Regions from separate parts of the Mus musculus genome. Here regions 1, 2 and 3 are each linked to region 4. A link is a contact called in public Hi-C and HiChIP or PLAC-seq data. All regions are on one chromosome and are shown on one strand. Each heading gives the region's core, a stretch centred on a gene start, on an enhancer-like site or on the middle of the called end of the contact. The rest is flanking DNA. Distances are from core to core; before and after follow the strand shown.

Region 1 (2,823 bases), core at 292-2,791, 150 kb after region 4:
TTGTTATGCCTTGCTAGTAGTTGTGGAAATGAATTGCAGCCTTAGGTTAATGGGTATCCCTCAGTCAAGGGGATGTGGTGTTAGCTAGTGGAGAGAGAAGGTGCCCTGGAGCTAGTGTCCTATTTATAGCTGGTGTTGACTCTTCCAGCTTACTGAAGTACTAAACCGTGACATTGGCCTTTCCTCTCTTATGGCCCTTTGCTGACACAAGAGTCAAAGAAAGGTTTGCTCTTCTATTTTAGAATGTCTTTGTTTCTAGGTTAAGAATAGCACCTATTGAAAGCCGGGGAAAGTTTTGCTGAAGTTTCACTCTCTTGGAAGTCTGTGCATCTTACAACCTCAGAATGAGCTAGGGCTCTTTCTCTCACCAAATGGCAATGTGTTCAAGAGTAAGAAGCCATGATTTTCTCTCTCTCTTTTGCCATCCCTGGGGCCAAACTTAGCTCTCTACTTTCAGAATGCAGGTTATCAGAGCTTAGTAATTGTTTAGGAATAGGATCACCAATCATACATTAAAATAATTTGTCTCGAATAAAGGTGTAAAATAATTGTAAAATCACCATCTTTCTGCTCACTGCTCCAAGATGCAGGAAGACCCCAACCAAGGGATACAATGCCGAAGCACATGTTCTTTGTATACAATAACACAATTTTTCAGATAATTTCTAGGGTTAAAATAATATATATTTTAAAAATTACAGTGAAAAGTTTTCGTATAATCAGATATAATTACAATACCACGCCAATGGTGTGTATCATCATTGAAACAGTCATTGGACTTAGTCAAACCATACAATTGGAAGAAATATCAATGATTTTTAGGTTGTTGAATTGGAACCACTTCCAAATTCTGGGTGTGTATAAATCCATGATCCCCCACTCTCACCCCCTTCAGGCTCAGAACTTATCATTAAACTGACATGAACATTTGATAAAAGGACCTTTAGTTTAAGACTTTTGGGTCTTTGAAACCACTCTGCAGTAGTTAATTTTCAAGCTAATTCCAGGGGCCTTTGCTTTCTGGCATCTTCATATAGTGAATAGGTCTGCCATGCATACTACTACCCGCTCATAGGGTAGCTACCAGCTGGCTACTCTTTCCAGCTGTTGCTTGCTCTGAGATACATAGGTTTTCCCTATCTCTTGTTCTGAGCAAAATAACAAACAAATAAATAACTTCTCGCCCTCTCTGTTTCATTCATAGTCCAAAGGACTGGATGCTTCTACCTGGTAGTCACAGTAACAAAGGAAGCATCCAGGTGCATCTTGGTCCCACCTTAGAGGCTGAGGGCACCAGGGAGTGGGGACAGATGTAGGATGGGAGTGACTGTGTCCTGAGACCTTGTGCTGGAAGAGCTAAACATAATTTTGATCTGAATGGAGGTAAAAAATCAATGTTTTTCTTCCCTCCCAGGACTAGTTAGCCTAGCTGCTTCCCCAAACAAAGTGCCCGGCAAGAGATGTGGGCAGAGAAGAAAGAACTCCAAGCTGTTCATATGGAGGGGCTGACAGCTGCTCCACTCTCTGAGCCAAAAGTTACACAGAGCAAGCCCAGGTCCCAGTCAGGCCAGGAGGTCCACATCCAAGAGCCTGACCCTGCCACCTTGCCTTTACCCCAGTGTGGAGCGACACTTCCTGAGGGCAGGTCCACACCCCAGGGAGCTCCTGGAGGCAGGAGCATGGGTCATCAGAAGGTTTCTGTTTTCCTCCATCAGTAACTCTGCACATGGAGGAAAGGACTGAGGAATATCCCTCTCGCAGTAAACAGCCCAGACCAATTTGCACCCAGTGGCTGAGCTGTAATCTTTTCAATATGCATTGCATACTTGCAACCAAGGTTTCTACTGCCCTGGTACAAATAAGATTGCAATCAGTCTGTCCAAGGAGCCCCCCCCCCCATCAAAGCATCAGTCTTTGGGAAGAAATGCCAGTCACGGACCCTAAATGTCCTTTAATGTCAGGGGATGGGGGGTTAGGCCTGCAACCAGTTCCCCTAGGAAGGCAGCTAAAGTGGGGTTGGAGGTTGCTGGGCCAAAGGCTGCTTACTTTTGGCAATTTAACTCCTTTAACTCTTTGCTGTTCTGTGGCCAAAAATTGCTAGCTTCTGGCAATTTAACTCCTGCTGGTAGCAGCAGGGAATTAAGAAAAAGCTTAATTACTTGGGCTCTTTTCTCTCTGGCTCAAGGCCCCTCACTGGCTAAGCAAGAGGCTCAGATTTGTTAACTCTTTGTGAGCCAGAGAAAAAAGAAAATGAAGAAAGTCAGGCACACACACACACACACACACACACACACACACACACTCTTGTCAGGCTCAACTGACTACCTGTTTCATCAATTTCACAAGTGCACATACACACTTTATATGCATACGCATATACCTACATATGTATATATGTACATACATGTAGATACACAGATATATATACATATACACATTTGATGGATGGAGCAGAGCCCCCAAACCCCAGTTTATTTCTTTTCTTAGCCTTTTTATACCTTCTTAGACAGAAGTTCTTTATAAAATTCCCTCAAAGATAAAATGCTACAGAAAAGGGGAGTAAAAGAAGGATGCCAATAGTGAATTCAAAGCAGTGCTTCATTCTGTAAGCTCATTATAAGTTTAAAGCAACAGTTTCCCACGGCCTTGCTTTATCATAGGCACACCTGTGGTTTTATCCGTGGACCTGACCTAGAATGAATGTTTTTCCTTGATCACAAATTTGTCCCTAGCCTATTTCTCTTCCTAGTACGATTTATGAAAGCTCACTGTATTCCTTATTATGGAGTCTTTACTTACTTTTCTAAGAGGAGGGGACACATC
Region 2 (2,700 bases), core at 104-2,603, 170 kb after region 4:
TGAAAACAATAGATAATAAATCCTTCCTAAGCACCTACATACATTCCAGAGCTGGTTCACACTCGACTGCTCCTTCTATATAGCATCATGAACGGCAAAACTGAGAGTGTTGCCGGGCTTGGTGGCGCACTCCTGTAATCCCAGCACTTGGGAGGCAGAGGCAGGAGGATTTCTGAGTTCGAGGCCAGCCTGATCTACAAAGTGAGATCCAGGACAGCCAGGGCTACACAGAGAAACTCTGTCTCGAAAAAAAAAAACAAAAACAAAAACAAAAAAACAAAACAAAACAAAAAAAAAACCCAAAACCCAAAAACCTGAAAGTGTTGTCAGATGGTATCTGCTCCACCAAACATCTGCTTTAATAAGAATTCTGGCCTCTGTGCATGGGACACGGTTCAGTCTGGACTTTACTTGTGCCTGCATCTAAACGCAAAGGACTTTGAGTGTTCATTGAACATTAATCAAGAAAGGCTCTCTAAGCTCCTCATTTCCACTGCTGAGGTATGTAATTACCACCACTCCTACCAGCTTAGGAAAGGTACCGCTCACCGAGCATCTTCCGGTGTTTCAGTGGAAATGAACCAGTTGCCACTTGGAAAAATTGTTGAAAGGCGCTCCGAGAACCCCCCCCCCCCCCCCCCCCCCCCGCCTCTGTCTAGCTGGTGCCGCTCCAGGTCTCCTATCAGGTTGCAAACAGGCTGCTTTTGGATCAGCTCATCTTTCAAGTACTTTTTTTTAAGGCCATGGAAGCTGAAGGTTGGAAAGGCAAATAGAAAAGGGGGGGAAAGAACCAGGCCATGTTTTCTTCAGTTTGCCGAAAAGCAGGAAACTCAAAAAGCACACTCTTTAACAATGAGATCTCTGTAATCATACTGAGTAGAAACACAACAGAGTGACGTGGGCAGGAGTTCCGGCAGACATCCAGAAGGTTCTGCCTCGCTCTCCCTGCCTTCCTTTCCTTGTCCGTGCACTGGGGAGGTGGGCAGTGAGTCCGACAGTGCTATGACAATATCATGTTTTTATGTATTTTAAAAAATAAAACCCTTACGTATACATAGGTTATCTCTGGAAGAAGCATTCTTGCAACACAGAGGCATATCATTATGTGTGTGTGTGTGTGTGTGTGTGTGTGTGTGTGTGTATACTTATCCACTTTACATTCCACCCACTGTCCCCCTCCCAATCACCCTCTCCCACAATCCTTCCCCCATCCCCTCTTCTCTTGTGAGCAGGTAGGGGCCCCCCATGGGTAACCCCAACCCTGGCAATTCAAGTCTCTGTATCCTTTCCCACTGAAGCCATACAAGGCAGCCTACCTGGATGAACATGTCTTGAATACAGGCATCGTCTTGAGAGGTGGGCTGGAACCTAGCCTGTGCAGCCACATTACGCCCTGCGCTGCGATTCTGAGCTCACTGCCATCCCTAGCCTGGCGTGCGACCTTGAGCACTTGCCCTTACTTGTGTTCAGACAATGCTATCTTAACGCGGGCCGTCAATGAAGTTTAGGGAAAGTTGCCGGTCTTTTCTGGGCATTGTTTCCCTTTGTCGATCAAAGGCACAGGGGAGGAAGTAAATCACCTGTGGGCTTCTGCCAGAGCATTCAGTAATCAACAGTCCGCGGTGTGTGCTAACCCGCCGCTCAACTCCCTTTCAAAGAAAGGTCTCCACTCTGCGAGCAGTGAAAATACCTAGGGATGTTCCACAGGGTCAGACAAAAGGAAGGGCTGCAAATGTCAGTGTGTGGGGGGAGGGGGGATGTGATAATGGAAAGAAAGTAAAAGGGTATGGGTGGAGGTAGGCACTTAGGAAAACTACCTTGTTTGAAGAGGCAGTCCTGAGAGTGAAAAGACAAGTGTGGCCACAGACCCTCTCTGACCCTGTAGGTCCTGCAGAGCTAGTTGATCTTCAGATGAGGGGATGAGACACAGGGCAGCCATGGGCTCTGGAAATATATCATTAGCCGTTCTCAAAGTGGTTCCACAAACTGAACATTTGAGTTTAAATTCTTGAATAAGTGTTAAACAATCAAAGAAAGGCATCCCAAAGTATATGTATATATCTACATCTACATCATCTATATCTATATATATGTGTGTGTGTGTGTATATATGTATCCATATATATGTGTGTGTGTATATATATATATATGCTAATATATAGGAATTTTCCCATGATATATACATATGTATATATATTCCATGATATATATACATTTCATATATATATGTGTGTGTATATATATATATATATATGCCTATATATTAGTTCCAAGAACACATTTCTACAGATTGTTTCTGAAACGTTAGCAAACAGTTTGTGAAGTAGGAGTTGTTTTGACAAGACAAAGGGGAAAGTGACCCATTGGTTCCTGAAGTTAGAAAAGGATGGCATCAGCTTCATTTTCTAAGGATTGTGAACACGCATGCTGGCTCTCATCTGAATTGTGGCATGAGACATGTGAGCCACTTGCCAACCTGTAAGCCATGGGCATACACCTGGCTGCTTCTAAGTCACACTTGCTCAGTGGAAGCGCATGCCCCTTGATAGGCAGGGGTTGTGTATGGGTAGAATGATAGGCCCAAATCTAGAGCCTGGCCCCATACCTAAAGTGAAGCTATGTAGCACTGAGCATTTTAGGCCTGGATCCTGTTTTACTCCACAAAGCATGTAAAACAATATCCAATTTGTAGTTGCTTTG
Region 3 (2,700 bases), core at 2-2,501, 130 kb after region 4:
GGAGACACAGTAACAGAAATTAAATGCCAAGGATTTGAAAGATATCAGGGAAGGGTCTGTGGAGGGTCTTAAGGGAGTAAGGGGAAGTGCTAATGATTATAATCTCAAAAACTCAGAGCGATAGTTCAAAAGACTTGACTCTAGGGGACACGGCGCATAATGGCCGAGAGATTCTGCTCCAGAGCATGCAGCTCCAAACACCAAGGCCATCACCTACAGGCCTCGCTGCCTGGAAACCAACCGCAGGCATCACTAAAGAGATAGCCATGCATCACTAAAGAGATAGCTGTGGGATTTCATAGCAGAAAGGACACAGTGGTCCAGTGGTTAAATGGCCTGATAAACCAAACTCTCCCTAGAAGGGAAGAGCTTGCCTTCTGGAAAGCACTAAGTGGGAAGAAGATAGCAAGCACTCCTTCAGAAGTACTCTTAGGAATAAAATGTATAAGAAAACAGTGGAGCACGTTGCCAGCCTTACACCCCACAAAATTTCTCTTATCAAGCTGACGCCTTCTTTTCTTTCTTTTCATTTTTCTTTTTTCTCTTTTCTTTTTCTTTTTTCCCTTCCTTCCTTCCTTCCTTCCTTCCTTCCTTCCTTCCTTCCTTCCTCCCTCCCTCCCTCCCTCCTTCCCTCTTTCTCTTTCTTTCTTTCTTTCTTTCTTTCTTTCTTTCTTTCTTTCTTTCTTTCTCTCTCTTCCTTTCTTTTTGAGACAGTGTCTCATCATGCACAGTAAATTGGTCTTGAACCCATAACCTTTTTCACCTAAACTCTCAAGTGCTAGAATTATAGACATGGACCACACCCAGTAGTCAACTAACCACATTTCAGCCCTTTTAGGGATGCAAGAATCGTATTATCATGCCCGGCCTATGCTGCCTCACTTCCTTATGACCCTAGAAATTTGAAGTTGCAAATCAGCTTTTTCTTTTTAAAAAAAAAAAAATCTTTTACTTCTTTGAAAGCTGTTCACCCTTTTCCGCCTGTTTTGTCCTTGAGAAATACTTTGGAACAGAGTTTTTTTGCTACCCCTATTTATAACTTTCCAGTTTTGGCAGGTATGGGAATGTTTATAAGTGGTTTGTTTTCTTTGCTCTATCCAGTGTTGATTTAAGTCGCTCTCACCACTGAAACAATTGGAAGCATTTTCAAGGAAGGCAAAGTCTGTGCACAACTGATAACATTGTGCAATCCGGATCATTAGAGCTCCTTAGGGGTAGCCAGGACGGGTAGAAAATATTAGCAGTGTCATGGTTTGACTAGTTATCTTTTAGTCCGTGTGTCTGTCTGACACAATACACGCTGTGGAGGAAGTCTGCCTTGACAGAACGCAGGCCAAGAGTTTTCTGAACGTTTTTCAGTCACTGTAACGATGTTACTCTGGATTTGAAGGCAGGCCTGCAAGGACCTTCCCTCTGAACCCACTTCTGATGCTTGAGTTCTAACCAACCTTTACTTTGGGCAAAAAGCAAACATCAGAGCTTTTGTTTTGTTGTTTTGTTTTGTTTGGGAGAGATACCTGGAGTCTCTGGCATCTGTTTCATAAATGGCTGAACTGAGTAAATATAATTGGAAACCACTAGAATTAGAGGCATCTTCCCATGTTTTTATGGGTGGCATACTGTTTTTTCACAAAATTTCCACCCCATCCTTCCCTATAATTTGTGGGCCTTGGGAAAAGTCACAGTTTTCCCCATAAGTGCAGAGGACAAGCTGGCTTGGGGGCCATCTCCCTTTCTCTTGTCTCCTGATTGTCATCTTGGTGTTGTAGGAGGAGGATCACAAGACAGACAGACCCAGCTCTCAGAGAGATAGACTTCTAACTTCAAAGGCACCAAGGAAGACTGCACTGTCTCTGAGACTATGTAAACATCCCCAGGGACAAGAGGGGAATATGAGTCCTGGGCCAATGAGGTGGCTCAGTGAGAAGAGGCCCAGGCCAAGTCAAGCCTGGGGGTTCAGTCCCTGGGGGATTCACATGGAGGAAGGAGAGAACCATCTGCCACAAGCCGTCCTCAGATCGCCACACTTGTCTCGTGCCCTGCTCCCACTCCCATAGCCCTTCCACACTAAATCGATAGTTTTAGTATTTTGTATTGTTTTAAGATGGAACAAAACATCGACATAGTTCCTGAAGACTAAGGATGCTTGAGTGGCCTCACCCACTCATAGAGGGCTGCAGAAAAGGCAGTCAAAGAAAACGCTTGTATGGATGGGAAGACAGGCCTTCCCAGGTCACCTCAGGTCAGGCCAGGTCAATTCCAGAAGTCTATCTGAGGCATTTCCAAGCACGGCTGTACCTTCCCTACCACTGTTCCATCTCTTTCTTACAATCTTCAGTTCGGTTCTTTTTTTATCCATGTTTACTGGGATTTATTTCCCTCCCCCTTCTCTTTCTTAGGATAGGCTCTCATGTATCCCAAGCTGGCCAGGAACTTGCTATGTAACTAAGGATGACCTTGGACATCTGATCTTTCTGCCTTCTGTTGGAGTTAAAGGCATGCATCAACACACCCAGTTTTATGAGACTCTGAGGTCTGAACCCAGGCCTTCACACATGCAAGGCAAACACTGTTCCAAGTGAAGGTTTTTGGGGTTTTTTTTTTAATTTGTTTGGTTTTTTTGAGACAGGGTTTCTCTGTATAGCTCTGGCTGTCCTGGAACTCACTCTGTAGACCAGGCTGGCCTCCAACTCAGAAATC
Region 4 (2,772 bases), core at 150-2,649:
CATTGATTTGAAAACCATGGGACCACAGTCAATGGCAGTGACCAGAGGCAGGCTTGCATATGCACGGAGTGAAGGTTGTGTTTTCATTTGACTGCACAGTCAATTTGATGGGCCGATAATAGCTGGCTCTTGATCATGTTAGCATGATCAGGAAAAAAAATCACTTTTCAAATTGGGTGTTAATTCAAAGTTGCATAACTCTTTGTAGCTGCTAGTATGCACGGAATGAAAGGATCTCTGCTCTCAAGCTGGACAAAAGAAAAATAGCTCATTCCTGTGGGACCGTTCCAGGAAGTTCACAGACTCAAACCAGGGGTGGGGTGGGGCTTTGAAAATGATTACAATTGAATAACTTCGCTTGTCATTACCAGCCAGTCTGCTATCCCTGATTGACAGCTGGTCAGCTATTCCTGATTGACAGTTGATCTGTCAGTTATCTCGAATTATCAGTTGATTAGTCAGCTATTCCTGATTATCAACTGATCAGTCAGCTAGCTATCTCTGATTGTCAGTCAGCTTCATGAGCTAAGCATCAGAAACAGTAGGTTTCAAACACCTTCGTCTTTTAGCCACTGTGGCAAATACCTGGGGGGGGGGGGGGGCAACATGAGGGAGGAGGGTTATAGCATCGTGACAGAAGGGCGTGGTGGAACAGAATTGTTCACGGCATGGCAGTCAGGCTGAAGAAGGGCGACGTTTCCTCATTTTTGCCCATCGGGGCTCACCGCCTACATACAGCGTTAGCGATGCACGTGTTCAGCGTTAGTCAATCCTGTCTGAAAAGCCCTTCACAGAAGTGCTTTACTAATCTGCTTGGCACTTCACCCTAATCAAGAGAGCGATCAAGGTTAACAATTCCTATGAGTCCCGTAGGGCCCCTTGCATGAAGACATCACCTAGAATTCAACCCGACCTGAGAAAGAAAAGGAAAAGAGAAAAAAAGAAAAGAAAGGAAGGGAAGGGGAAAGATAAGGGACGTTCTGCCTTGTCATTGATTTCACGGGTGCATCACAAGGTGGAGTCGAGTTCTGCACTGTCTTGGAGGTGACCAAAAATGAGAGTCAAGTTTGGAGAAACAAATGCTTGTTCTCCTAAGTTTGGATTAGAATGGCCTTTGGGCAAAATTCCCTCATTAGCGTCGAATAAATGTTTTTCCATCATGAGCAAAAAAGATTTTATACAAATTCCATTTCCCAGAACTCCGTGAAAGAAATGGAAACTCCCTTTTCTGATGTTACAAAACAACTTCCCCCCACTAAACCTGCTTTCTCCTTATCCCCCAAGTTCACTCTGCGTCTGCTAGGTGGCGCTGCAGGCTAATGCATGGGTCCCTTAGCGCCTCGCGGGCGGCTGTGTGGGAGGCTAGGCAGGAGGGAAGGAAGCAGCTGCCACTGTTTCCGTCCAGTTAGGATATCAGCACAGTGGAAGGGAGGAGACCTGCTCTTGCCAAGACTTGGCTTCTGTCAACTTAGGAATCGCTCATCATCTTCTGGATGGATCACAGCTGGCGCTGAAGGGGCTGAATGGGCTTCGTATTTCTTTAGGGAGATTCTGGGGCGCCCAAGCTTGTTGAGAAAGGCTGTGGGTTTCTTTGTCCGAATTTCCAAAAGGTGTTCTGTAACTTTGGAAGAAAGACTCAAGAATGAAAGGAAAACATCACAATTCAAAGGTTTGGGGGAAACCAAGCTGTGCCCTGCTTTAACTGGTTCCACACAGTGTAAAACAGTGGCTTTCAGACTATAATTTGGCCTGAATGCTTGTATTTTTATAAGGAGTATTCTGCACCATTTTGAGAGCACTTGTGCCTGCCTCTCCTTGTGCACGTAGGTACCACAACTTGTCCACTACTGCCTGCAAAGGACAGACTGCTAAGTCATAAAACTTAGTTTTTAAAGGGAAAGGAGATATCAGTTACAGATTTAACATAGTAGATTGGCACGCAAGGGCACATAAGTACATTCAAACCACATCAGAAAACTTGGGCCCAAGAACTTATCAAACACAACCAGACAATGGAAGCATGCAACACCCTCACCGGGATCCCACAAGCAGGACACCTAACTGTGGTCTCCTACTTCCCACTCAACCCTGTAGCCCAGGCTCAGACCTGCAGCAGCTCTTCTTTGACTCGGGGTTCTTTGACATTTTTTTCTAACAACCAGCAGTGGCTTTCTTTGTATCTGCCTCACCTTTCTGTCTCCACTAGGGCTTCTTGGAACTGCAACCCTACCCCCACCCTCAACCCCCCTGCTTTGGCCTTTTTGACCCTTTTGTTGCCATTCTGTTATCTGCATATATACAGAGAGATAAAATGACTAAATGCTGTGTAACATGTGACCCAAGAGTTAATGTTAGCGATTAAGATGGGAGTAAAATATTTCATGTTTGTCATTGGGCAGCTATCAAAGGCCATCAGGACTATTAGGCTAACTGCAGCTGACAAAAACAATACAACCTGTGAATTTATGGTTATTTAATAAACTATGACATTGTAAAAAGATACAAACATGTCTGTCTGCGTTTCTGACTTAGTGTTCTCAAAGCTGTACTGATGCTCAATCTTATAAACCAGGTCCCTGGTGGAGGGCAGAGATTCCCACTTCAGTCTTTTCCTAAGCAACAGATGCTTCCTGCTGCAGCAGGACCTGGGACAGCCTTTCTCACCCTCTGCTGCTTTCAGAGTAAGCTAGGGTTGACTTCTGGAAAAGCACAGAGGTAGAGTTCCCGGGAGCCCTGTGTGGTCTGGAGGACCCTAGAGTATCTAGTGACTTA

Evidence for each region. A called contact is a pair of places that touch in the nucleus more often than the background predicts. HiChIP or PLAC-seq counts read pairs in DNA pulled down with a chosen protein or histone mark.
Region 1: a contact with region 4 is called in a Hi-C map of cerebellum, with 2.0 times the contacts expected there. The contact joins two enhancer-like sites. A contact is called at or near these places in 1 of 15 datasets of contacts at CTCF or cohesin (the NIH/3T3 cell line), 9 of 484 Hi-C or Micro-C datasets (the HPC-5 cell line, cerebellum, embryonic fibroblasts and 4 more), 6 of 115 datasets of contacts at active chromatin or transcription factors (embryonic stem cells, extraembryonic endoderm stem cells, fibro-adipogenic progenitors and 1 more) and 1 of 9 other capture datasets (embryonic stem cells).
Region 2: a contact with region 4 is called in an H3K27ac HiChIP or PLAC-seq map of extraembryonic endoderm stem cells. The contact joins two enhancer-like sites. A contact is called at or near these places in 1 of 15 datasets of contacts at CTCF or cohesin (the NIH/3T3 cell line), 11 of 484 Hi-C or Micro-C datasets (the G1E-ER4 cell line, Sertoli cells, brain and 6 more), 8 of 115 datasets of contacts at active chromatin or transcription factors (differentiating embryonic stem cells, embryonic stem cells, extraembryonic endoderm stem cells and 2 more) and 2 of 9 other capture datasets (adipose tissue and liver).
Region 3: an H3K27ac HiChIP or PLAC-seq map of extraembryonic endoderm stem cells shows a contact between it and region 4. The contact joins two enhancer-like sites. A contact is called at or near these places in 12 of 484 Hi-C or Micro-C datasets (the HL-1 cell line, cerebral cortex, cortical neurons and 6 more), 5 of 115 datasets of contacts at active chromatin or transcription factors (embryonic stem cells, extraembryonic endoderm stem cells, fibro-adipogenic progenitors and 2 more) and 1 of 9 other capture datasets (embryonic stem cells).

The regions. Positions count from the first base shown.
Region 1 is chr15:7,060,625-7,063,447 of GRCm38.p6, forward strand. No RefSeq gene overlaps it. Among named protein-coding and RNA genes, the nearest start is that of Gm30971, 12 kb to the right of the region's middle. Within about 2 kb of position 1,542, at least 20 of the 459 cell types and tissues checked have an H3K27ac peak or open chromatin away from gene starts, as enhancers often do. A contact at or near this core is called in cerebellum, where this site is marked.
Region 2 is chr15:7,080,523-7,083,222 of GRCm38.p6, forward strand. No RefSeq gene overlaps it. Among named protein-coding and RNA genes, the nearest start is that of Gm30971, 7.5 kb to the left of the region's middle. Within about 2 kb of position 1,354, at least 27 of the 459 cell types and tissues checked have an H3K27ac peak or open chromatin away from gene starts, as enhancers often do. A contact at or near this core is called in extraembryonic endoderm stem cells, where this site is marked.
Region 3 is chr15:7,043,375-7,046,074 of GRCm38.p6, forward strand. No RefSeq gene overlaps it. Among named protein-coding and RNA genes, the nearest start is that of Gm30663, 10 kb to the left of the region's middle. Within about 2 kb of position 1,252, at least 25 of the 459 cell types and tissues checked have an H3K27ac peak or open chromatin away from gene starts, as enhancers often do. A contact at or near this core is called in extraembryonic endoderm stem cells, where this site is marked.
Region 4 is chr15:6,908,517-6,911,288 of GRCm38.p6, forward strand. No RefSeq gene overlaps it. Among named protein-coding and RNA genes, the nearest start is that of Osmr, 36 kb to the left of the region's middle. Within about 2 kb of position 1,400, at least 80 of the 459 cell types and tissues checked have an H3K27ac peak or open chromatin away from gene starts, as enhancers often do. A contact at or near this core is called in cerebellum and extraembryonic endoderm stem cells, where this site is marked.